Regions from separate parts of the Mus musculus genome. Here all the other regions are linked to region 3. The links are chromatin contacts, called in public HiChIP or PLAC-seq and Micro-C maps. All regions are on one chromosome and are shown on one strand. Each heading gives the region's core, a stretch centred on a gene start, on an enhancer-like site or on the middle of the called end of the contact. The rest is flanking DNA. Distances are from core to core; before and after follow the strand shown. Region 1 holds the start of 4930500H12Rik (a long non-coding RNA gene). Region 2 has its middle 120 kb from the start of 8030451O07Rik. Region 3 holds the start of Robo1 (roundabout guidance receptor 1). Region 4 overlaps Robo1 (roundabout guidance receptor 1). Region 5 has its middle 19 kb from the start of 8030451O07Rik. Region 6 overlaps Robo1 (roundabout guidance receptor 1).

Evidence for each region. A called contact is a pair of places that touch in the nucleus more often than the background predicts. HiChIP or PLAC-seq counts read pairs in DNA pulled down with a chosen protein or histone mark.
Region 1: an H3K27ac HiChIP or PLAC-seq map of trophoblast stem cells shows a contact between it and region 3, with 2.8 times the contacts expected there. The contact joins the promoter of 4930500H12Rik here to the promoter of Robo1 in region 3. A contact is called at or near these places in 2 of 115 datasets of contacts at active chromatin or transcription factors (extraembryonic endoderm stem cells and trophoblast stem cells).
Region 2: an H3K4me3 HiChIP or PLAC-seq map of craniofacial prominence shows a contact between it and region 3, with 5 times the contacts expected there. The contact joins the enhancer-like site here to the promoter of Robo1 in region 3. A contact is called at or near these places in 7 of 39 promoter capture datasets (cranial neural crest, frontonasal cranial neural crest, hippocampal neurons and 4 more), 7 of 484 Hi-C or Micro-C datasets (adipose-derived mesenchymal stem cells, cerebral cortex, cortical neurons and 2 more) and 9 of 115 datasets of contacts at active chromatin or transcription factors (craniofacial prominence, embryonic forebrain, embryonic hindbrain and 6 more).
Region 4: a contact with region 3 is called in an H3K4me3 HiChIP or PLAC-seq map of embryonic limb bud, with 4 times the contacts expected there. The contact joins the enhancer-like site here to the promoter of Robo1 in region 3. A contact is called at or near these places in 9 of 39 promoter capture datasets (the C10 cell line, cranial neural crest, embryonic stem cells and 5 more), 1 of 15 datasets of contacts at CTCF or cohesin (embryonic stem cells), 20 of 484 Hi-C or Micro-C datasets (DN3 thymocytes, LSK cells, cerebellar granule neurons and 14 more), 16 of 115 datasets of contacts at active chromatin or transcription factors (craniofacial prominence, embryonic basal ganglia, embryonic forebrain and 11 more) and 4 of 9 other capture datasets (adipose tissue, embryonic tail, liver and 1 more).
Region 5: a contact with region 3 is called in an H3K4me3 HiChIP or PLAC-seq map of forebrain, with 3 times the contacts expected there. The contact joins the enhancer-like site here to the promoter of Robo1 in region 3. A contact is called at or near these places in 5 of 39 promoter capture datasets (cranial neural crest, frontonasal cranial neural crest, hippocampal neurons and 2 more), 4 of 484 Hi-C or Micro-C datasets (cerebral cortex, cortical neurons and embryonic fibroblasts) and 4 of 115 datasets of contacts at active chromatin or transcription factors (embryonic forebrain, embryonic limb bud, forebrain and 1 more).
Region 6: a Micro-C map of granulosa cells shows a contact between it and region 3, with 2.2 times the contacts expected there. The contact joins the enhancer-like site here to the promoter of Robo1 in region 3. A contact is called at or near these places in 7 of 39 promoter capture datasets (the 3T3-L1 cell line, 3T3-L1-derived adipocytes, the HPC-7 cell line and 4 more), 1 of 484 Hi-C or Micro-C datasets (granulosa cells), 17 of 115 datasets of contacts at active chromatin or transcription factors (T-cell acute lymphoblastic leukemia, craniofacial prominence, embryonic basal ganglia and 12 more) and 2 of 9 other capture datasets (adipose tissue and pancreatic islet).

Annotation. Positions count from the first base shown.
Region 1 is chr16:73,070,563-73,074,170 of GRCm38.p6, forward strand. It overlaps 4930500H12Rik (a long non-coding RNA gene), which reads left to right and starts at 1,784. Exons shown (of 4, transcript XR_876153.2): 1 at 1,784-2,113.
Region 2 is chr16:72,349,127-72,352,959 of GRCm38.p6, forward strand. It overlaps a transcript of Robo1 not described here. Among named protein-coding and RNA genes, the nearest start is that of 8030451O07Rik, 120 kb to the left of the region's middle. Within about 2 kb of position 1,510, at least 12 of the 459 cell types and tissues checked have an H3K27ac peak or open chromatin away from gene starts, as enhancers often do. A contact at or near this core is called in craniofacial prominence, where this site is marked.
Region 3 is chr16:72,661,555-72,665,703 of GRCm38.p6, forward strand. Robo1 (roundabout guidance receptor 1) reads left to right here and starts at 1,595. Exons shown (of 29, transcript NM_019413.2): 1 at 1,595-2,640. The coding sequence starts at 2,586. Gm29908 (a long non-coding RNA gene) reads right to left here and starts at 1,512. Exons shown (of 3, transcript XR_384961.4): 1 at 1,434-1,512.
Region 4 is chr16:72,993,547-72,997,518 of GRCm38.p6, forward strand. It overlaps Robo1 (roundabout guidance receptor 1), which reads left to right. Exons shown (of 29, transcript NM_019413.2): 18 at 121-147; 19 at 1,571-1,613. Among named protein-coding and RNA genes, the nearest start is that of Gm52247, 36 kb to the left of the region's middle. Within about 2 kb of position 2,520, at least 15 of the 459 cell types and tissues checked have an H3K27ac peak or open chromatin away from gene starts, as enhancers often do. A contact at or near this core is called in embryonic limb bud, where this site is marked.
Region 5 is chr16:72,213,673-72,217,657 of GRCm38.p6, forward strand. It overlaps a transcript of Robo1 not described here. Among named protein-coding and RNA genes, the nearest start is that of 8030451O07Rik, 19 kb to the right of the region's middle. Within about 2 kb of position 1,424, at least 9 of the 459 cell types and tissues checked have an H3K27ac peak or open chromatin away from gene starts, as enhancers often do. A contact at or near this core is called in forebrain, where this site is marked.
Region 6 is chr16:72,936,897-72,940,841 of GRCm38.p6, forward strand. All of the region lies in intron 6 of Robo1 (roundabout guidance receptor 1), which reads left to right. It overlaps Gm52247 (a long non-coding RNA gene), which reads right to left. Exons shown (of 3, transcript XR_003951918.1): 3 at 3,443-3,945. Among named protein-coding and RNA genes, the nearest start is that of Gm52247, 21 kb to the right of the region's middle. Within about 2 kb of position 2,380, at least 4 of the 459 cell types and tissues checked have an H3K27ac peak or open chromatin away from gene starts, as enhancers often do. A contact at or near this core is called in granulosa cells, where this site is marked.

The DNA.
Region 1 (3,608 bases), core at 534-3,033, 410 kb after region 3:
ATAAAAATTTGTTTAGCAGTTTTATAAATACAACATGAATTTTCTCCATAGGTCATCTTATTTATGTGTTTAAAAAACTCTCATAAATGTATTTTCACCATTATCATTATTCTTGTTAATATTTTCATCATATTATTACTTCCACTGCATATCTGGTCAACCAAGGCTTGCCTAAGATGAAATGGCTCTTAAATGGGCCATTTAGGATTTGAAATCTTGCTCACAGCCCATATATATTTCCAATGAAAAGAGGGATTTAACTTCACTGTAAATTCTAATTTTAGTTTCATCAAATTAGTAGAAGTCGATTTCTTAGAGGAGAGATTTCACACTTGCTCCCTCTTCATGTAACTATCAACTTGAACTCTCATATTAATGTGTCCTGAGGTAGATAAAGCTAGCTCTTATTTTTAGCAATCAACATAATTTCTTCAGCTGGCTTCTAGTTTTCAGATGCCGGTTCAATATCATCTAGTTCTCATCAACAGCTTATTCCCCTCTTCTTTTTATATCAGGAACTGTCTATACTAAATAGAATTAGGACCTAGAACCAGATAGCCATATGCTGACTCACTCTGTTAGGACTTCTTCTTTCTCCCGTTCATCTCCTCCAAATGCTTTTAGGAGTCAGCCTATGAAGCAGAGAAATCGATCCTCAGTGTTTGCCTCAATGTTTGTCTTAACAACTTATGACTTGCTTTTGCTACTAATATAAGAGCAGAAGTAACGTGGTCATCTTGGGAGTCACCATTCAGGTTGTAGTACAAGCTACTAGACGTGTTGGTGTTAGGATAGTGGGGGTATTGCTGTGACAGTCTTGACCACAGTGTTTTTTGAATGATTGCAGAAGGACTTGGGAACTTTGGGCTAGAAAAGCCATTGTATGTTGAGCGCTCAGGGAGATGTTCTATATAAGATAGGAAGATAAGAATATTGAGAGCAGTGCAGACAGTAGAGGCCTAGTTTGTCAAGTTTCAGAGGAAAGCAAAGATTCCACTGAAAGATATGAGTTAAGAATCTGTGCTGCTGATTAGCTGGGGCTGAGGAATTAGCTGAGGAATTTGTGCTGCTGATTAGCTGGGGCTGAGGAATTAGCTGAGATGAACAAGATACCAGAACCACAAAAGTTAAAACCTTTGTTTTTCTTTTGAGTGTTTGTTATTATTTATTTACTTCACATGCAGATCAAACCTTCCCTCTCACCTCTCCTCCCACCCCATCCACACCTCCTCCCCTTCTACTTAGAGAAGGGGAGGCCTCCCATGGATATCAACCAGCTTTGGCATATCAAGTTACATTAGGACTAGTGCATCTTCTCCTATTGAACCTACACAAGGCAGCTCAGTTAGGGGAAAGGGATCCAAAGGCAGGCAACAGAGTCAGAGACAGCCCCCTGCTCTCACTTTAGGAGTCCCACATGACACACACAACTCCACAAATGTTACACATGTGCCAAGGACCTAGGTTCATCCCATGCGTGCTCTCTGGTTGGCAGTTCAGTCTCTATGAGCCCCTATGGGCCCAGGTTAATTGTAAAATCATTGTTTTAATGGGGCAATTGATGCTGGTTAGTTAGAACCTAGAACTTAGTGGTAATTAAGGAAAGAGTAGCATCACAGAGGTGACGTCTTCTGGGAACGGTTTCCTGAGAGTCAGCACATGGAAGCTGTGTCCCAGAGGCAGCCTAGTTTGAACCTTGAGCTGGCAGCTGAAGTTGGTAGTATGAGTCACCCAGGTGCTACTGGTTTTGATGTCATAAAGGGGTCATGGAGAGCAGCTGTGGCTTGCCACTGTGAGAGGTCAGGAGAGACCATTGGTGAAGGTGCAGCCTCAGTAGCTGTTGAAGGCCAGATAGACTGAAGGAGTCATGAAGAGAAACCGAGGCTCGGCATCATGAATAAATCCTAGGACATTGGTAAAAGCACAGCCCAGTTGCAGTCAAAGATCCCAGCATTGTGGAGATGCCAGTACCTTGGCATGATCACCAAGAGCAGCAGTGGCCATAGAATGGCGCCTACCCGAGCTTAGAGGACAAGCTGTGTGTGCTACAGAGGAGCTGGAGAAGTGGCCCAAGCCCCTTGTAGGAGGCCAGAAGATGGTTAGTGAATCCCAGGTAATTGGATAGTGAGTTATTTTTACTTTTGGAGTTTGGTTTTGCTTTGTTCAGATTGCGATTACCCACTTGTTCTTCCCTTTTGAACTAAGAAAGTATTTAATTATTTTTTTATTTGTCAAGACCTCACAGTTGTGAGACTTTGAATTTTCTAAGACTAGATTTAAAAATAGACTAGCTGTTTTTAAAAGACAGAATTTTTAAGTGTTTGAATTTTTAAAGATGTGGGACCGTAAAATTTGGAATGTTTAGATAGTAATATTGATATTAACATACAGTCTTGGAGAACAAGAAAGGAAAGGTTTAACAGTGATGTGGTTTTATGTCACAAGGTTGCCAAGGAGTCAGTTGTGCTGGCTGGTTTTATATCAAATTGATAAAAGCTAGAGTTATCTGAAAGGAGGGTGTGGCAGGAATTTGATCACACTGTGAGCCCTGAGATTGTGTTATCTACTGAAAAAAGCCATGTCTCTAGTTGTGGTGTGGTTCAGCCCTTAGCACCCACTTTTAATCTCAGACAATGAAGGGAAGGTTAGTTTGTACAAGGTTGCAACCATGTTTGAAAGCGATGTCTAATCGAGTGGCCGACCGACGAAGTGAGGAATCAGAGAAAGATATGACAGAATAGGATCTGCCCAACTCTCATAAGAAGAGAGATGAAAGAGACAACGTAAGAGAGACCAGCACAGGGGGATGGAAGAGGAGGCTGCTTTACCAGGTAAGTTTTACAGAGACAGGTTGCAGAGACAGACACAGGTGAAGATAGATCAAGCCAGAGAGTGTGAAGGGGACAGAAGATTAGAACAGATTGCCAAAATTATTATGAGGCCAAGCAGAACAATTTACACAGAGGCCAGGAGAGAAGCCACATCGAATCAATCAGCTTAGAGAGGAGTTGAGTGAGCCAGCCAGCCTAGAGCTCAGAAAGAACTAGAAAGGGTGAGTTTATTCAGTAGTAAGTCTCAGAGGCAGAAAACATTCTAGGGCTAGACTAAATTGTATGGAGGCTAGAAGCTTCCAGGACTAGGCCTAGGTTAACAGACTGGGTCAGTAAGCCTGGGAGACAACAATTATATCAGGATTATTTTCACAGGATGGAACCTCAGTTGAGAAAAATTCCTTCATAAGATCTTTCAATTTTCTTAGTTAGTGATTGATGGGGAAGGGCTCAGTCCATTGCGGGTGGTACGTATCCCTGGGCTCGTGGTTCTGGGTTCTATAAGAAAGCAGGCTGAGCAAATTATGAGAAGCACGTCAGTAAGCAACACCCCCCCCCCCCCACCCCATGGTCTCTGAAGAGGCTCTGGCCTCTAGATTCCCTTTGTTTGAGTTCTTGCCCTGATTCCCCTCAGTGGTAGACTGATACCTGGGAGTGTAAACTAAAACACCTTTTACTCCCCAAATTGCTTTGGTCACGGTGTTTTAATCACAGCAATAGTAACCCTATCTAAGATAATCGTGAATTAGACTCACCAGTCCTGTAAGTCTGAGAACA
Region 2 (3,833 bases), core at 260-2,759, 310 kb before region 3:
AGGTTCTCTTCTACTTCTCTTGGGTCTTGGCATTTTCTCCTTCTATTCAGTTTTACCTGTCAAGTTTAGTAACTGCTTGCAAAAAGTCTTAGTACTGTCAAATTATTGAATTGCCTTGAAAACATCAGTTTGACTTGAACATATTTAAGGAGAGTCACATACATTTTTATTACAATGCATTTCCATCTTACAAGTGCATAATATTAAAATAGACAAAGGGGCATTAATTTTGACAGTGAAAGATAGCCCTAAAGTGGGCAAGTAAAAGAAACATGAAAATGTTCACATATTGTTTAAATAGCACAGCCAAAGTCATTCTGAAACATTTGCTTTCTGACCCACGGATGGCAGAACAATGTAGCAGATAGGAAATTGACATGATTGCCTTACACTTGGGAAACTTAAAGCAAAAGATTATCCAAGACTGTGTTATGAGAATCATCTAAGGTTAAATCAAATATTGTCGGAGGAAGAAGGGATTGTGTCCACTTTTCTTCTTCCTCCCCCTCCCCCTCCCCCTCCCCCTCCCCCTCTCCCTGTCCCTCCCCTCCTCCTCCTCCTCCTCCTCCTCCTCCTCCTCCTCCTCCTCCTCCTCCTCCTCCTCCTCCTCCTCCTTCTTCTTCTTCTTCTTCTTTTTCTGTGTGGTATTATTCAGGATCAGACTCTTGCGTATCTCCCCAGGTTGGGATATATAGAGAAATTATACTAGAAATAGACTTCAGTTGAGTAAATATTCTAACAGACTGTTCCCCAAAATGTGTAAGGGAAGTTGCCTATGTAAGTGGGCCAGAGGGATTTAACACATGGATCTAATTTGAATTGTTCTCGTATTTTATTCTTCTCACATGAGAGATTTATGTTTCTATATGACTAAAGATTAGCAGATTGTCTACAGCTTGTCGAAGTTTGAACAGAAGAAGAAGGGAAAAAAAAAAGATAGTATCTCTCTGAATTGAGCTTGGCAGCTCAACTCTCTGAGCCATTGGTTTAAGATTGTTCATTCAGATGAGACAAGTATAAACCAAGATTTTCTAATTCTCTGTCTCTGGTCATATAGCCCCACAGGCTTCAACTCTCACAGCTGTGAATGCTATTCTGGAAATTTCCATGTCACTTTCAGCTGATACTATGTATGCACAATTACTGCTCCATGCAAAGTTGTGCATGCCTTCAACACTTAACAATCAAAGGAGATTTAAAATATACAAAACAGCAGGTAGGACTTGAAGCATAGTTGCTCTTGAAAAATAGAAACCTTGCATAATGGAAAAAGCTTATAGCCAACACTGTGGTCTGTGAAGGATGTCTAAGGAAATAAAAGCAGACGCCTTTGTATTTAGTGTCTTTCTGGGTGAGAGAGGAGCCACATTGGTAGATATAAGTGGTTGCAGCCAGAATCTAAACAGGCAGCTTAAACCACATCAGAAATCAGAGTCTTTGTGGGGGCAGGGCAAGCTGGCAGAGAGAGAGAGAGAAAGGCAAGCTGAAGAGGGAGCCTGAGGGAAGAAAGAGAAGATCATGTTTACAGCAGGAGAACAAGTTCTTGTGGTTAGGGCGTGTCTGGTGCTTAAGCACAGAACCTCACACCTGGCGGGATAGAAGGAGTTTGCTTTGTAGGAGTCCAGAGACCACTGCATGTATGGTTCTATGGCCACGGGCAGTTCACTCCCTTTTAATGTGGAGATGGAGGAAACGGCATCTATCCCTCGCATAACAGTTTGAAAGTAATAAGAGTTTTCTCTTAGTCCTTTCCGTGCAGTCTCTCTTGGAGCCCAGCAAAGTGTCTCTTGGATTTCAGTTCAGAATAATTTATCAGGTTAAACACGACAAAAGCTGAGAATACGGTTGTGAAGGAAAATAAGATAAAATTTAAATAAACTAAAGGGGGTGATTATAATTCATTCATCTTGTCAGTATTGTTTCTGAGCCAGACAGTGAATGGACTAGCTACAGAGCAGCCATGGCTCCAAAGAGAACCAAGTGTGTCCACTGACAAACTTCAAGTACTCCTTAGCAACTGTTAGGAAGGAGAGTGTTGATGAGATACCCTAAGGTAGAAACACACAATCCAGAGACCCGGAAAGAAGCTCCCTATGCGTTCAAGTTACCAAAAAGAAAACACCGGAATCGTTTGTCCACTTCATTTCTCTATTATCAGCATCTGTTTTTTGTTTTGTTTTGTTTTGTTATTTTTAATCTTTTTTTTTTTTACAGTCCAGATTTTTACCGCCTACTGGTCCACCATTCCTCCTCCTCCTACCTTCTAGTCTCCACAAAGATGCCCCCACCCCACGTGACCTCTAAACTCCCTGCCGCCTCCAGTCTCTTGAGGGTTAGGTGCTTCATGTCTGAATGAACATAGACCAGGCAGTCCTCTGCTGTATGTGTGTTGGGGGCCTCATGTCAGATGGTGTATGCTCCCTCGTTGGTGGCCCAGTGTCTGAGAGATCTCGGGGGTCAAGGTTAGTTGAGACTGCTGGTGCTCCTACAGGGTCACCCTCCTCCTCAGCTTCTTCCAGCTTTTCCCTAATTCAACCAGAGGGGTCAGAATCTCTGTTTTTTTGTTTTTTGTTTTGGGGTTTTTTTTTTGTTTTGTTTTTTGTTTTGTTTTGTTTTTACAGAGAAATCTAGTTGATGAGAGGTTGTAAGACAGTCTAAAGCCACACCCTCTAAAGGGGGATGGGCACCTGGATCACTAGTGCATCATGGCTTCCTCCACAGCCTTCCACCATTGCACACTGACATGCCATAGAAACTGGAATACAGAGCTGCCAGATCCCCTACACCTTCCAGCAGTAAAAATACCAGACACAGCATCACCACCGTCATTGCTGCTGGTTTTAAGCTTCAAGGGACTCTCACTGCAAGAATTATCTCAAAGCGGGCCTAATGTCAGAAGGAAAATGCTGTGGGTGGCCCCTATAACAGGTATCTCCTAAAAATTAGATAATTCCTATTCCATTCAAACTGAGCCAACTTTTATATCCTTGTGATAGAGAAATAAGTCAGTGAGCCAAAAATAAAAGTTTGCATGCTATACATTTCAATTGCTTTCCTGGGTGTAAGATTTTTTTTTAAATTGTGTCCAACTATTTCAGATAATTATGGCTAATCACATAATTCCTGTAAATGGATGAAGTGACATAATTTGGAAGTTTAACAAGAAATGTAGACTAAATAATCACCACATGGAGCTATAATTTATGATGATGAGGGGCAAATTTTAAACTTTGCGAAATAGTATAATTTGAATAGTATTTCCAACTGCTGACCAACTGCTCTAGCAATGAGCTACATAATATGAACTTAAGGGCTTGCCTCCATTTCTAGGCTATCTTAAAGACAGAGAATTCTCTAGTGACTAGTGTAAGTTTACTTTCTTCCCAGGAATCTATTCCGGATGGAATGGTCTAGATGGAATTCAAGACTCCAGCGGTGTCTGGAGGGCTTCAGGGCAGCTCTGACCTGCATGCTTAAGTTTTGGTTAATGTTTTGCTAGTTAAGCCAGAGAGCACAGATTTAGGGGTAGGTAGCACTTGTGCTAAGTGCCATATGGAGTGGGCCTCGATGTTGCCAAGAGGAGAGGACAGATGTATTAGTAGAGAATGCTAAGTTACATCAAGACTGCAACTACAGGGCTTGGGAGATTGCTCAGTGGATAAAGCAAGTGACTTGGCAGCCTGGCTCCCTGAGTTCAGATCCCTAGAACACACACACACACACACACACACACACACACACACACACACACACTCACACACACACACACAAACACACACACACACACACACACACACACACACACACACACACACACACACACACACACACAC
Region 3 (4,149 bases), core at 345-2,844:
GATATATCCTTCACTAGATGGAACTTCAAAATCTTCATTTAAAATCCCCTTGACTAACTTGGGGATTGGAGATTTTCGTTTTCTCCTCCCCTCCTTCATCATGCTAAGCTTATTTATGTTCTATTCCTGGGGTATCTTATCTTAAAAGTTCATTTTATTCCAAGGAAAATTTATTTTCTCTGTTTCTCACCAAACTATCTTTTCACAGATACCAAATCAATGTATGTCTCTTAACATTTACTGCACGTTTCTTGTTTTTACTGCTGAAAAGATTCTGGTTAGAATCTTTGACTTCTTATCTTTGGCTTGTTTACTGAGTTTTCAGTCAGCTTTCTCAGGATTAAATTGTGTTTCCTTTTCAAAGGTAAGGTGCTGTTAACCAGGTTGTCTTTTCACAGACAGTTGCTCTGAGTTCACGGGCCACAGAAGCCATGACCCAAATGAGCACATGGCTCTTTGAAACTTGCAGTTTAGGTAGGCAATGCAGGCAGTCAGTTAAGGGAAACCTGGAAAAGTCCAACCGTCTACACAAAATAAATTCAAACCCTCCTCACCTGCCGTCATGCCACCGGCCATAGTTGAAGGCAGTAAGTACTCATCTTGAAGTCATAGACCATAGCTTTGAAGAGAGTAACTTATTAATAAAAGCGATAGCTGTGTCAACAACTGCAATTTGTAGAGCCTTCCGCAGATATTATATGGTTTTCATCGTGTCATAGGCAATAATAACAAAAAAGAAAACAACGAATTTGTGAAAACTTGTCTGTCAAATATCCCAGGCATGTTTCATCTCGGGCCTAATTAGCTTACTCATGAAGTAGCCCCACAGGCCCCATTTTTTTTTTCTTCAGAAGAGAGAATAAAGTTAGTATGGCCACAGGTACCTGATACCCTCGGATTTGGGGTGGCCCAGTTTTTGAGATGCTAAGAGCCCATCACTGCAAACTTTAGATTAATGTATTACCACCCATCTGTTACTCTTCTTTAACTGTTGAGTCTCTAATATCTATAAGCTACCTAGACTCTCCTGTAAACATAATGAAGTCTCCAAGACCTAAGCCTTCACTCCTTTCTACAGGACCGCCAGCAAATTCAATAAAAAGAGAATATCCATCCACTACTATATTTTAGATAATTTACACTTTCCTAAAGCCTCTTTGCTGAGAAAGCAAATAAGTTTGTTTGTTTGTTTGTTTGCTCGTTTAAAGAGAATATGGGGGGTGGTGATAGTGGTAGTGAGTGAACTTCTTTGGAAGTTTACTGCAATTCCCTAAATCGGTAAAGAAGAGGTTAAGAGGGACCTGGAGGATTTTGAAGTCTTTGGTTTGGGAGGTTCCATTTGGAGAAAGGTGCAGGGGAGCCTGAGATGGAAAGGGACCCAAAACAAGTTCTTATTCGTTGAGATTTCTGCTTCTGAGTCGTTGAAATCTCACCTGAGGGCGCAGTTGGGCGCTCCAGGCATGTGGATGGAAATATTAACACGCAGAACTTGTCTGAGCAGCGCCAGTGAGGGCCTGGCAGGGATCGAGCGTCCCCTTTAAAGGTTCCCGAGCCGGGCTGGAGAGGGAGGAAACCCGGAGCAGCAGGGACTGAGGGGGAAACCCACGAGCTGTCGAGCCGAAAGGAGGCAGCGTGAGAGCAGAAACTTCAGACGCTGCAAGCTCCCAGCGGAGCTCGGGCGAGCCTCGGCAGCATCCTCTTCCTCCTGCTCGCTCTTTCCCACCAACCCGGGGCCGCCCGGAGCAGCCTCTCCGAAGCTTCCAGGAGCAAGGAGTAAGACTAGCCACCCCGGGAAGTTTGGGCTGCAGCTTGGTTCGGAGGTGCGTTACACGCGCCCCAGTAGAAGCAGGACCCGGGACGATGCTGGGTGCTGTGCCGGGCTGGGGGCGCCCGGAAGGCGCTCGTGCATCCGCGGTCCTGTTGCTGTCCCCGGTGCCCTCCGCATCCCGCGAGTGATGGGAACAAGGGCCCGCCCAGGCAGCCGCTGTCGCCGTACCGCCCCTTCGCTCCCTCCTGGTGCGCAGAGTCACCCAGGCGCACCCCGTGAACCTAGAGACTGTTCTCCCCAGCTGCCGCCGCTACCTTGACTGCAATCTCCGCCAGAGGGGGGTGGCCTGCTACTCTCTGGCTCTCCGGTAGACGGAGGAGCACTTTTTGGGGTGCATCTCTTCCTTTGCTCTCACACCCCAACTTTGCAATCGCCGCGCAGCGGCGCCAGGGCACACGCTGTGGAGGCGCACGCCGGGAGGCTCAGCAGGACTGTGGAGGCAGGAAACCGCACAACTGCTCCTCGGTTTAGGCTCTTTGTTGTTCGCCTTGGATGAGCCTTGGAAGTGGTTGAGCCTCTTCAGAAACCCGGAGCTAGGGAAGACAAACCTTGGGCTTTTTCTTTGCAAAGGGATTGACAAGCCTCCGGAAAGGTCGACGAGAAACTGCCCTGCAAACTCTTGGCGGATTGACTCACGTTGCTTATATTAAGCCTTTGTGTGTAGGGTGTATGGTGTGTGGCTTCCATAAATTTGGAGATCTCCGCTTCTGCTCCCTTCTCTTGGCATGAGACTGTATGCAGGACCTACCCGAGGACAATGATCGCGGAGCCTGCTCGCTTTTACCTCTTTGGATTAATATGTCTCTGTTCAGGTAACCTGCGCCCTCCTTCTTCACCCTTCATCTCTTTCGCTGGTCCCCACTCCACTCTTCAGAATCGGACCCTCAACCCTGAATTGACTCTTGGCGACCTCTCCCTTCTAAGGCCAGAGGGGCTCGACCCTTCCAGAACTTCTACAGGGAAAGGTTTCTAGTTTCGCGTTTGAGGTTGTCCCCTCTGGCCTATCACCCCAAACTCTCCTGAAACCATCCCAAACCTCTCGGTAGACCTCGGCCTTTCGCCAAGTTCAGGGCACGCCCAGCTCACTCTGGGCAAATGCCTGTCTAAGCACTTGGGTGGTAGAGGCAGCGGGTTGTTTTGGGCTCTTAGGATTAGGTCAAATGAGTATCCCCCATCTGAGGGATCCTTAGGGGGTGCTGGAGTGGAGGGGCAAGCGGCACGGAGTGGGGGTGGGGGGTGAGGGGGGCTTGTGATCCTCAATCCCCAGCAATCCAAAATCTGGTCCCGGTCCCCGTCCCGCCCCACCCCCCCACCCCCCGTTTCTGAGCTCAACGGGTTGTTAGAAGTTGTTTTATGTAACCAAAGTCTGTAATTAAATTTGATTCTGAAGAAACTTGAGGAAATAACTCCTTCTCGTGGTAGGATATAAACTAGCCACTGCCTGACTGGGTTTAGAAAGAAAACAGGCGCTTGCAAGTAAGTTGCCTGGTAGTCCTCATTGGCGAGACAGAGCAGAAGATTGCCCTTAGTGTTTGTAAGATGAATAGTTCTGCAGCTGCATATGAAGGGTTGGAAAGATGCAGTTTAAGAAACCTTCTGTCCCAAGAGAAGGAACCGAGCGGGGGCTGGCAAACAGTTTCCCTGTACCCTTTAAGAATCTTCAGCTATGGATGACTGAACCATAGACCCCAGTTCTGTTTCTTCCCTCTTGGTAGATTCTGGTTTCAATCATGGATCCTGTTTCAGTCCTACACACACACACACACACACACACACACACTGCACCTTGGGAAATTATAGCCACATACTAAGCCAGTTTCAAGTTGCATTAAGGCCTAAAAGTTAGAGTCACTTGATTTGCATAATTATGAAATAATTTTTTAAGCTAGTTTGAACATTTGTGGTCTATAGTGATTCTTTATGTTTAGATCAAAGGTTTTACTTAAGCCAAGAGGCTACAAAAAGAAAAAAGAAAAAGAAGAAAAGAAAAGAAAAGACCCACAAGAGCTAAATGATAGTAAATAAAAGCCTAAGAGAAGGTAAGCTCCCGAGAGAAGCTGTTTGGCTGAAAGTTAAAAGCCCCATTTGAACTAAGTTAAATAGGAAGTGTAGTAAGTTGTAACTCCTTTGAAGAACACAGAAATTGAAATTTCAGCCCTTGACGATCTGTCTCACTGTGGATGGATGAGAAGATTAAACTAACTCTTTTGGGGCCCTGTCCCCCACATCCAACTTCCCCTTTCTGTGTGGCAGCCTTTCTTCTCAGTTTGCATATCTAGATGATGGAACAGTTCCCCACCCTCTACTCTCAGCCATGGATG
Region 4 (3,972 bases), core at 1,270-3,769, 330 kb after region 3:
CCGGCTTGGTTATTTACATTTGTTTTATGTTCAGCTGTCTGCTTGATTTATACTAATGTGATATGTTCCCCTTCTCTCGTCAGCTTAATAACTAGTTTATATTTTGTTTTGATTTTTCAGTCCCGTCCTTTACCTTCACGCCAACAGGTACCTGTATGCACTTAACCTCTTCCTTCCGTGTGTTAGTTTGGCATGTGTGGTGTGCTGCTGTGTGGCTGGTTCCAGTTCGTTCTGAGCTGGAACTCGGGGAAAGGACACGCACACGTAGTAGAACACCCAATCTCCTTCACTCCCGCCGGGCATGCATTTGAACTAGACATGGTTGGTGCTGCTTTTTTCACCTACTGAATGAATGCAGGCCCATATTCTGCATGCCACATTGCATCTTAGTCCTGTGTGCATGGGTCCCTGTTAAACAAACACACCTTTCCTACCACATTCCCCCTCACCTCCCAGCATGATTGAATGCGCTAATCATCTGACTGATTAGATAACGCCGGGCAGTGCATCGGTCTCCCCTGGACTCAAACCTCCACGTTTTCCAGCAGCAGAACAGTTTTTGTCCTTTGTAACTCTCTGTCCATAGAATTAGTATTCTCGGAGGTACCCCCAAAATCGCCATCCCACGTGAGACGTGAAACCTCATTTCCAACAAGTCAGAGTCTTCAACATGTGCCCATTCCGTGTCTTTCAGAATGGGCGCTCCTCTCCCATCACCTGCAGTCAAAGATGTCCCTTAGTTATGTGTCCTCCGCCTTAATCCAGTTCCTGCGATCCCTGGACACAGTTATCTCTCCCGAGCAGACTTCCAGTTTAGAGTTTTTCTAAGTCTCAGAAACTTGGCAGCTTTTAAAAACACATTTCTTCTTAGAAAAATGTGTCTGTATTTACAGGAAAGCTAATCTTCTTAACTCCTTGCCTAACTATTTATAATTCGTTTTTTTGTTCTGGCAAAAAATGAAAATTAAGATTTTTTTTCATTCATGTGTGATGGAGATATAATGTCTGATAGAAACACAATACCCGAGGGGTTTTCATAAGCCACGTATAAAATCGTAAGCCACGTATAAAACAGGTCATGTTAGTTGTCACAACTTGGCTTAAGTCTTTGTGTGTGCAAAGAGGGTTTATTTGAGCATGTGTCTGTGCTTTCGTCTGGGAAGACAATCTAGCCATGTCTCTTTCCCTGAAAATTTAAAGTTATACATACAGAAGTCATAGAACTATCTAATCTCGTGAAAAAGTCTGAACAAATCCTTACAGGTGCACATCAGAATTAGTTCCATTTAGTAACAGTGTCCTGGAGTTTTTAGTTTTGCTCCTTGCAATCATATTGAGAGACACTGAGAAATTAAAAATGATGTATGGTTATTCTAAAAATCATCTTCTATAACATTCCTAGAGCAAAAATCTGTGACATCTTGCAGTGGTTTTTTATAAAGCCTCTAGATAGGAAGGGAAATTGAATGGCATTTAGAAAGATGTTCATGAATTTAATGGCTCCCGCTATATAAGCATGTCTATTAATTGTTCTCTTTCTCTCTCTCTCTTTTTTTTCATAATATTCTAGTAACTTATCAAAGAGGAGGCGAAGCCGTCAGCAGTGGAGGGAGGTAATTATCTTGCTTGTTTTTAGATCCAAATGGGTATTCCTTCCTTCTTTCTTTCTTTCTTTTTTTTTTTTTTGGTCTTTGACATTGCTTCCTTTGTTAAAAGGTGAAACTTCCATGTTGAATTGGTTCACCTACTTTGAAGTGATCTCTCCCTTCAGCTGTTAACCAAGGAATTTTTGCAGTTATTGTATGAGTGCTGCATCTCAGTTCTTGACCACGAGAGGGAGCAGTTTACCCAAGAAAAGCAGGCGTGCTGATTTAGCAAATGATGAAAAGGAGTTAAAGTGATTAGGCCTTGGCACTTAGGAAGATTAAGAAATATAGCTGGTTAGCAGACACGATCAAAGAAAGGTGTTCCCTTGAAAACCTGCTGAACGCGGCAGTTGCTCGGAACTTGTGGGTGATGTTTGTTCTCCGCAGGAATTTAGCATAATTCACATCTACATATGGAGGGAAAAGTACATTTGCAAGAAGAAATCTAGGTAGCTTGTTAACAAAGAGATTTTTTTTTCACCTCTAATTAAGATGAACCTCAATCCCACATTTATGTTTTTTTAGTGATTATTATTCAGTGAGTTGTAATGTATTCACAGAGAAATCACAAATCGAGGTGGCAGAAAGCTGAAAGGGGCTGAAGCAGAGGATAAAACACAGGCTTAAGGATTTTCCACAATAAGGTGATTTTTTTTCACCACCACCCCCACCTATCCCACCCCCCAAAAAATCCAGTAATATTAAGATGATTTTTTAAAAAAGAAAGAAAAAATTAAAAAAAAACCCATCCAACACAAACTATTTTATAATTCAAATTTGTTTAACTTGCTGAGTGCCTTTGAGTGTCGAGATGAATAATGTGTTTAACTACTAGAATATGGTGTGATTCCTGAATCTAAGAAGCAGCGGGCAGGAACATTGCTGAACTTGCTGTATAACAAAGACGGATTTGAATGAAGCAGGTTGCCTGCGTCTAGCCAGGGCTTTGCAATAGGCTCTAATCTCTTCACTCCTGGATACTATTAACTTCTTGTTTTCATACCTGTGAAACAAAGCCAGTCTCCAACTCACTGCCAAAGCTAAGAAGTCTGAAAAAAAAAATCCACTAGATTCACCAATTAAACCACAGCATATTTTTGTGTTCTGGGGAATTCCATGTAAGTCACAGCCCCGGCATTCACACAGGAGCCTCTGGCATCGAAGCGTTTCCTCTTAGGGAAATCTGGAATGCCTGGTGGTTTAGCCAGCACCTTTTGTGTATATACTTAAGCTGTAGGCTTCAGTTTTCTTGGCAGTAGCCTCTGTGCACGAACATGCGTGCACAAGCTCACATGCACATGCGTAAAAAATAAAATATAAGCCCCCATTTCTTAGCTAAAGCATTTTGCAACCTATGGAAACAAAATTACCACCGGGGAAACAAGGGTAGAAATTCCTACGTAGCAGTAAGTGGTTCTGTTGTAAATGAAGAATTGCAAAGCCCCCAAACTCTCTACTTGAAAGTCCACTGGCAGTGAAGACATAACTGTCTCCATTTAGAAGCAGATGCTTAGAATAAAGTGGATTTTTGTCCGGTACTCACTAGAAATCATCGTTTTCATCAGTGAAATGGCGAAAGGCTCGAGAGACTGTGGAGTGTTGGGGAAGTCGCAGTTAACAAAGGTTTTAGAGTTGAAGCTCGGGGTGACCAGTGGTTGCTTTGTCTTGTTTTGTGTTTTACACAGTTTTAAACATTGATTCGTTAGCTATAATGAACTTCTGTGTAGCAGCCACTACATAAAATCGCCACCCTGGATTTCACTGTAGAGTGAGAAGCACAAGATGAACGATAAAGACCATGGATGCTTTTAAAAGTCTACTCTATGGTCATAACTTTTGCTAATCATGGCGGGGGAGAAAGGAAAATAGAATACAGAAAGTGGTTCATTGGGAAGACAACATCATTTCCAGCCATGGAACGGCTGTGTGCTGTGTGTGTGTGTGTGTGTGTGTGTGTGTGTGTGTGTGTGTCCGTGCCTGTGAATGCACGGGTGTGTGTACGTGTATGTGTGCGTTTGTGTATTGATGGAGCAGAGAAAGCATACCATATCAGATGTCACTGCTGAGTCCTGTCCGTTCATCCCTTCAGCTCCCGGTTTCTTTCTCAGACTCTGGATCCTAACAGACCCAGCACGTCACTAGGTCGATGATACCGCAACCAAAGCCTTCACGCCAGATGCCTTCACACCCTGCATCCACGGAGCATCTCTTGCCCTTGTCTTCTCCCTAGTGTCATTTGTCTGCTAACTCTAGATTTCCCCCACCTCTTCTGGAAGAACACACGGGCTGTCCCAACTTAATCTAGTTTCACTGAAACTACTCTTGC
Region 5 (3,985 bases), core at 174-2,673, 450 kb before region 3:
TTGTTTGTTTGTTTCTTAAGACAGGGTTTCTCTGTGTAGCCCTGGCTGGCCTCGAACTCAGAAATCCACCTGCCTCTGCCTCCCAAGTGCTGGGATTAAAGGCATGTGCCACCACACTCGGCTACAGTTCATGTTTATTAAATACATTTTCACGTATGTTATAGAAATGCTCTCAAATGGTGGTATATAGTACACACACACACACACACACACACACACACACACACACACACAATCACTCTTATGCCCTGAGTCAGAAATACAGAAAAAAATGAATACATATTTATTTTTCTCTAAGACCATAATGATCTCGTTTTCCCTTTAGGCTTATCTCTTTATGAATATTAATTTTTGTACAGGCAACTATTGCCATTTAAAATTATTTTGCCAATCTTTGTAAGACTGGAAAGTTTAATGCTCTATTAAGCATTTTACAAATAAGTTTTTCAAATCACATACCCCTGAGCGTACCAATGGACCGATGAAACCACCAGTTCCCTGGGCACTGGAGTCTCTCCGTTCTAAATGAATGCTAAAACTTTTTCCTCCCTTCTAAAGTTTTCTTGGTAAATATTTTGCCTGAGAACATCAGGGCTCATCTTTTAATTATCTTAGTATGAATTCTTGTGTGTATTTTTATGAGAATGAAAAAAATTAGAATCATATTACCATGTGCTAACTTATTTGTGAATGTATATTGTATGGTAGTGTCAGTTTTTGTATAATCTAACAGTAATCCAGCTCAGCCTGCGATTTAAAGTCTGAATAATTTTCATATCCACTTCTCAAATAGGTCATATCGCTATGTTCATGAAAAAAATCACATAGTGTTCTCTATTTGATTCTATAACACACTTGACACACCACCACTAACATCTATACATTTACTTGTAGATTTTATTCTTCAAGTCTTAAGGGAATACACAGAGAACAAATACATATGAATCAAATAGTACGTGCGTTCTAATTTCACTACTGTGACTCCTCAGAGGCACGGTTTTCAGACGATATGAAGATTAGAAAGCCAATGCTCTAACATTCAAGCAAAATTTCAATATTTTCACATTTTCAGACGAGAATGAATCGCTCCAATTGGACACTAATAGCATGTTAATCTTTTAATATACGTATAATCTCAAAACAGGCATGATGCAGCATAGTACCACTATCATACAAGCAGTATTAAAATTCATATGTTCTTGTCTCTGGCCCACTAGCAAAGGGTTTCCTGAGGACCTCTTTCAGCTCAGACTTCTCCAACGGAAGCTGAGATTATAAGGTGACAAAGTGGACTGTCTCCCCTCAAACACTCTCAGAGACCCAGGCAGCTGGAACTTTATAATCGGTGGCGGGGGGCGGGGGGAGCTATAGCAGGAACAAACAAGCAAACCAAACCCAACATTACCCTTCAGGGAATGAGGTGGATTAGAGAGATAATGACTGAGTCATCTTCTGAGGAGTGAACAGGAATTTTCCAGCTCTACAGATGCTATAAAATCCATTCCATGATCTTGGAAAGATATAAAAGGCGGGGGTGGCTTTGAGTAAAAATGGAGGCCTTTTGCAGAACACATGACCAAGGCTCGACTTTCCACTTCATTTCGTGAAAGTTGCACTTGTATTCTATAGTCACAGTTTCACAAAGTTACTAAAGGGCAGGCGGTGATTTTAAAACAAGCCTAGTGTTAAGATTTTTTTTTTTTATCCTATCCACAAGTGAAGAAAATTATAATGCTGTAGGTGATGCAATTTTCTGTTAATTTTGTATATGTGACCACATGGACGGTTATGCTAATGTGTTTGCATTATAGTAAGGTCACTTCATGTTATATACCGAGAGGAGAGGACAGGCTATTTCGTATGACTGTCGCACAGGAGAAGGATAGAAGACGATTAGTTCTCCAGGCCAGCACTGTTTTCAAGATGCATTTAAGGCACAGTCTTTTAGAGGCCCCTATGCAGGATTTTTCCTTTTATCTCAGGAACAGGGCGAGTGGACCTCTGTTTGCTCAAGGGAAATGGTAGAAGCTGAAGTGGGGTTGAGATTTCTCTGCGAGGGGTCGGAAAGAGCATCCAGTTATCTCTGTTGTTTCCACTGCCGATTCTTTTGTAGTCGCTTTTCGTACAGATTAACGGAGGCACAGGATACAATTGTCTCGGCATTTTTTCATTGAAATATGATAAACCTGGATCACTGAAAGACTTGGGATTTTTTGAAAAGGTTTAAGGAGTTCCTAGCTTATTCTGCCACCTTGTGGCCAGAACGCGAATTTCCATCACATCTGCAATAAGTATTTGTCTTTCTCAGGAAAGTAATTTACAGTATTTTACCTAGAGGAATCCCTAAGGACAATGAAGATTTATATTAATTTTCCTCAATAAATATTCCCTACTCAAGAGAATCGTGTCTTTTATTTGAATTCTTTAACTTTAGTTAACATTCTGTTTCGCAAGAATAACACAGGCCTGGGACACATTGAACGGAAATTAAATTAAACCAAATTATAATGCTGTTGGGTGCCATCGCGAACTCTTTATAGCACTTTGATTTATTAAGTGAACAGTGGGGGAATTGAAAGAGGTGCCTTCCCAATGGGATCAAGAACATTCCTGCTTGCTTGTTCTGTGGATATTGTGAGAGTCATCAAGATAAAAATATACAAATAGCTAATGTCTAGTAAGCATTATGGACAGCATATTGCCCTTTTACCAAGTCCATTGTGGTCTAGGAGATTTCTACTAATAATTTTTCTCTTCTTTGATCAAGTATTTTTTATCTTACATCTTCATAAAGCTATTTTCACTCTTATTATGAAATAGCTTTTACCTCATTAGTGGCACTGTCCTAAATGTTGTGTATTTCCTTTAGGTTAGTCCTTTAAAAGTACTCTTAATCAAGCTGGGCGTAGTGGCGCACGCCTTTAATCCCAGCACTCAGGAGGCAGAGGCAGGCAGACTTCTGAGTTCGAGGTCAGCCTGGTCTACAGAATGAGTTTGAGGACAGCCAGGGATACACAGAGAAACCTGTCTCAAAACAAAACAAAACAAAACAAAATAAAACAAAACAAAACAAAGTACTCTGAATCAAGAAGCAACAGATTCATTGAAACAAAGCAGTAGAGGTAAAGATATAAACTAACTTGCAAGCCATCTATCAGCTATTGGCTTCCCCTCATGTGGTTCTCAGCCACAAATAAATTTCAAATGGAGATTTATTATCTGTGGAATTTCGGTTATACCTTAGCTATTTTGTTCTTGTATCCCCTTTTATTAAGATGTCATGTCTGTTTCTTGCATGTGTGCAATGTACCATTATCATGCTTACACCATTATGTTCTTATCCCCTTATTCTCTCTCTAACTGTTTCTCTTCTTCCTCCTAACGGGCTCTTCCCTATTTTTTCCACCATTTTGCCATTGTCCAGGTCTCCTGAAAATAGTCACCACTCCATAAAATCTCTCCTTTCAGCTTGATTTTAAATGGGACTTATCCATAAACTAGTTCAACTTGCCCCATGTGGAATATAAAGGAGTGAAAACTTGTTAGACATTAAACATTTGTAATTGTTGAAATAATGACAGAGTCCTTTATTTTATCTTGGCTAATGCTTCAAGAAACAAAGTCTGTGGCTTACATACGTAGGCACCTGCTTCTGTTTTCTTTAAGACTGCCTGCCGTCTGGAATGAGGACCTGCTTTTAAAGTGAATTTCTTGAAATTTTTAATGGGTCTCATAGCTGTTGCCAAACTGCTTCCTTTGTTCCCTTCAGCCTGTGAACCACCATACAAATTATTTTGAAGTGATCTTTACACCCCTGAACTAAATTCCTGATCAGTGTAGTTATTAGTATCAACCACCTGCTTTCTTTGTCCCATAAAAAACACAGGAGTCATTGACATGGCTTTCGAGTTCTCTATAGTCTTAATTTTCACTCATTATCATGAATTGATTTTTTTTAATCACTTTCCATTTCTTGACTTAGATA
Region 6 (3,945 bases), core at 1,130-3,629, 280 kb after region 3:
ATCTTTTCTGAATGCTGTCTTTTCTAAAGCTATTAAGAAGAAAAGGGGGGCTTTTGAGAGAGTTGCACTACAGTAGATGTCCACAAAACAGCATGTGGGCTTTTCACATTTAAAAAAAAAAAGAAGAGAAAAAAATATTTCTTTTCTGTCTCAAAAGCTATTATGTCCCATTTTGGGGTGTTTTTTAGCTCTACCTCAGAAAAACAAAAGAAGAAGAAATAAAAAATAAAAGTCAAGAACGAACCCTGAATTTCTAAGGCTTCCATCCAATACTTCTTAAGCTAAGTTAAGATTGAAATTCTTTCTCAGGCTAATGCTGTGTGAAGCAAACAACACTCACATTTAGAGCAAGCATAATTTCAAGAGATGCCAAATCCAAGTTCAAAAGCCCACCAGAGGCAGCGGCCATGGCCATGATGAATACAAAGCATGAAAAGGTGTGTCTGTCTCCAGGCCTCTGTGACAGGAAAACTGGCTGGCTGTCGCAGTCAGTTAAATAAGTCTCACTTCAAGCTCTGGCCCAGAGCCTTCTACCCTGCTAGACTGTTGCTAATATAAACAAGTAGTTCTGTGTCGTGTACAATGGGCACTGAAACCAAAATATGGCTTCTTCCTGCAATTTTAAACTCAGTTCCATGGCTAAGCCAGCCTTAAGTTTTCCATATGGAATTCTTGCTCCTAAGCCAGAATTGGTTTCAATGGAAATTGGTTACAAATGATCGGCTCCAGAGCCACTTGCTAAATTCAGATATTCTCATTTCAAATGTGTTTGTTTTTCTATGAAGTTGTGTGTGTGTGGGGGGGGGGGAATCTGTGAGTAACAAAGACTGTATTGCTTCATTCTGTATTAAATACGGACATTAGCATCACTGTGTAAGTCACCCTCACGTATTAGAACAGTAGACAGAGTACTGAAGAGAAGCAACACTCTGATTCAAAGAAAGAGCTAGGAAGAATTTAAAGGAAACCAGAGATCTGGAGTTTTTATATTTTTTTTCATCCTTTGTGAAGACTGTAGTAAATATTAGTTACTACACTGGAACCTAATCAAAATTGAATCCCTTTGGTAGCAGGACGCAGTTATAGCAAAGTTAGCAATGTAATTTGTAGTTCTATGTGGTTCCTTTTAAGAGGGAATATTGGAGTCGGTTTGCACTTGAAAGCAATCTCTATGCACTTAGCCATTTAGCCACCCTGTGAGTATTTCTTTCATGGGATTCAGATAGGAAAGCTTCAGCATATTAAAATCATGAGTAAAAAAGTACTTTAAATAAGGATAGTGTTTTGATTTTTCACCCCTAATACAAAGAAAGTTAATTCCAATATCTTAAAAGGAATCCTGATTTGAAATTTATTTTTCTCTGTTCTTTTTTTTTTTTGAAGCTTTTTTTTCTCTTTACTTTTTAGTTTTTGTGGTGTCGGTGAATGAGCCAAGTACCACATTTAGCAGAGAGTTACACCCTATACCCTGTTCTGCCCTGCTTGAGACAGTATCTGTAAAAGATACTTTCATAGTCCTTTCTTGAGTCGAGGACCCTTCTGTGGATTTTCTGCCCTTTCCTCCCTCCTTCCCTCCCCCTTCTGCCCTTGATCCCTTTTCTGCATTTGTGAGTGTGCATGTGTATGTGCTAGTGCATGTGTGATGTATGTTTGTGTGTGGTGTGTGTGCATGTGTTTGTTGTGGTATGTGTGTCTACATTTATTGTATGCATATGTTGTAGGTGAGCTATATATGTATGTGTGTGTTATGAGTGTTTGTATTTTATCTGTTCTCTGTGTGTATGGTGTCTACATGTGTACTAGTATGATCTGTGTGTGTATCTGCGTTTTTCTGGTATGTGCATTGTGAGGGCAAGTGCCTGTATATGGTTTGTGTGTCTCTGTGTACTGGCTATGTGTGTGTTGTATTTGCTGTGTGTACATGTTGTATGTGTATTTTGTATGTGGTGTTTGTGTATATTTGTGGGGGGGTGTGCATTTGTATATGTGTGTTGCATGTGTGTATATGTGTACATGTGCCTGTGTGTGAGTGCGTGTGCGTGTGTGTGTGTGTGTGTGTGTGTGTGTGTGTGTGTGAGAGAGAGAGAGAGAGAGAGAGAGAGAGAGAGAGAGAGAGAGAGAGAGGCTGGGAACTATCTTCATGCATTTTTCTTCCTAGGCAGTTGATCTTCTACAGAACTAAATCCAGCCCCCAGCCCTTCCTTGGCTTTTCTACTTAGATATTCTCTGCTGTGTTTTAACGAATACTTATTGAAACTGAAATATGAATCCACATTTTAACCTCTGCTTGAGTGGCAAAAGAGCACAGACACAGGAGGAAAACCCAAGCAGCACCTGGTGGCTTGATCCTAACTGCCAACAGCCAACTGTATTGGGTCAGAGCTGGAGAGGCTCAGATGTGTGATTCATTCTGTCTGTGGTCTGTGCTGGGAAGAGAGTAAAGCAGCAATCATTGGACCATTTGCATATTTTAATAATATCACATTGAATATTTTAAGTGCATAAAGTAAGACAGACTAAGAAAATAAGGAAACAGAAAATTTTCAGACGAGACAAAAATCCTAACTGTAAGTGTCTTGGTAAATAAACTGATACTCAGGCCGAACCTGACTCAGCAGCTCCTCCCCGGAGCACAGAAAGTTGTCTCTGTATTGTTTGTCTACAGAGAAGTTAAAAAGAATAAGGAAACATTCTGTGGATTGACGCAAATGATAATGATCTTGCAAAGGATTCTTTTTAATTCTGAACTTTCCAGAAGTTAACAATGTATGTCACAAAGATAGTAGCAAAGGTTGTGTTACAATCATTAAAGCCAGGGCTACAATTACGATGAGGTTTTATGAAACAGGAACTAAGTGGATGAATGGATATTAAGACTATTGGGCACACAGACTGTTAAAAGGCATTGTAGTTTAACTCAGTGTTGTATTGTCGAGCATTCTGCAGGAGGTGTTTGATATCAGCTCTGATTCTGCTAACTGATCTGGTTGATTGCTTTGCCAATTTTAAACTCCTCAGCCCATGCATCATTCTCTCTGTACTACTAGAGTCCTTCCGTACAATCCAAAGGCTAATAATATTATTCATGAATAGATAGCCTCTAAAACCTCTTAATATTAATGACCACTTCAGATTTGCATGGCCTGCTGAGGTCACTCTGTTCAGAGCTTGTCACTGTGCCCTGACAGCCGCACCCCCTGAGGTCCACCTGCAGTGGTAGTTCTGTGGGAGCAGGACACTAAAGCCAAAATACATTTTGTGCTAAATCAAAATATAGATTATTTAATACAAATGTCCCTATCTTTCTGGGTAATGAAGGTCACAATAAAGATCGGAGGCATTAGGAAGCTGAAGTCTGCAATGTATTCTGCCCTGCTTCTAGAAACAGTTCATCCATAAATATCAAGAGTCCAGAAAATCTCAGTTCCTTTACCTTGCATATCCAGTTGTAGACGCCACTGAATTTTCCTGTCAGAATGTGACTCAAGGCTCAACGGTAATTTGACCAATGGGAAAATAACATTTGTTATGTTTAATTAATTATGCTCCTTATGTGACTAATTAAAATGAGGAAACAGCCCTGTTTAGAATAGTTAGGATAGGAAAGAGATTCTGCCTAATTCCTACTCAGAAAATTCAATCATGAATAGTCCATTGTCTTCTGGGGTTATCCAATATTTACTACCTGTGATTTCAAATCAGTGATTGGTTAATTATGCCTCACACTTGTCTACAACTCTATTTCTCATGTGTGTATGTATTTCCTTATACACGTATACATACCATCTACATATTTATTCTAGAATTTAATTTATAAATCTAAAAAAACAACCCACAAACAAAAGCTATTACAACTTATAAACAAATGAGACAGTTCACCACAGTCTTAGGCTATTGTTATGTTTGAACTCTAATAACTCATTTGTGAGCGTTACGATTGCCAGG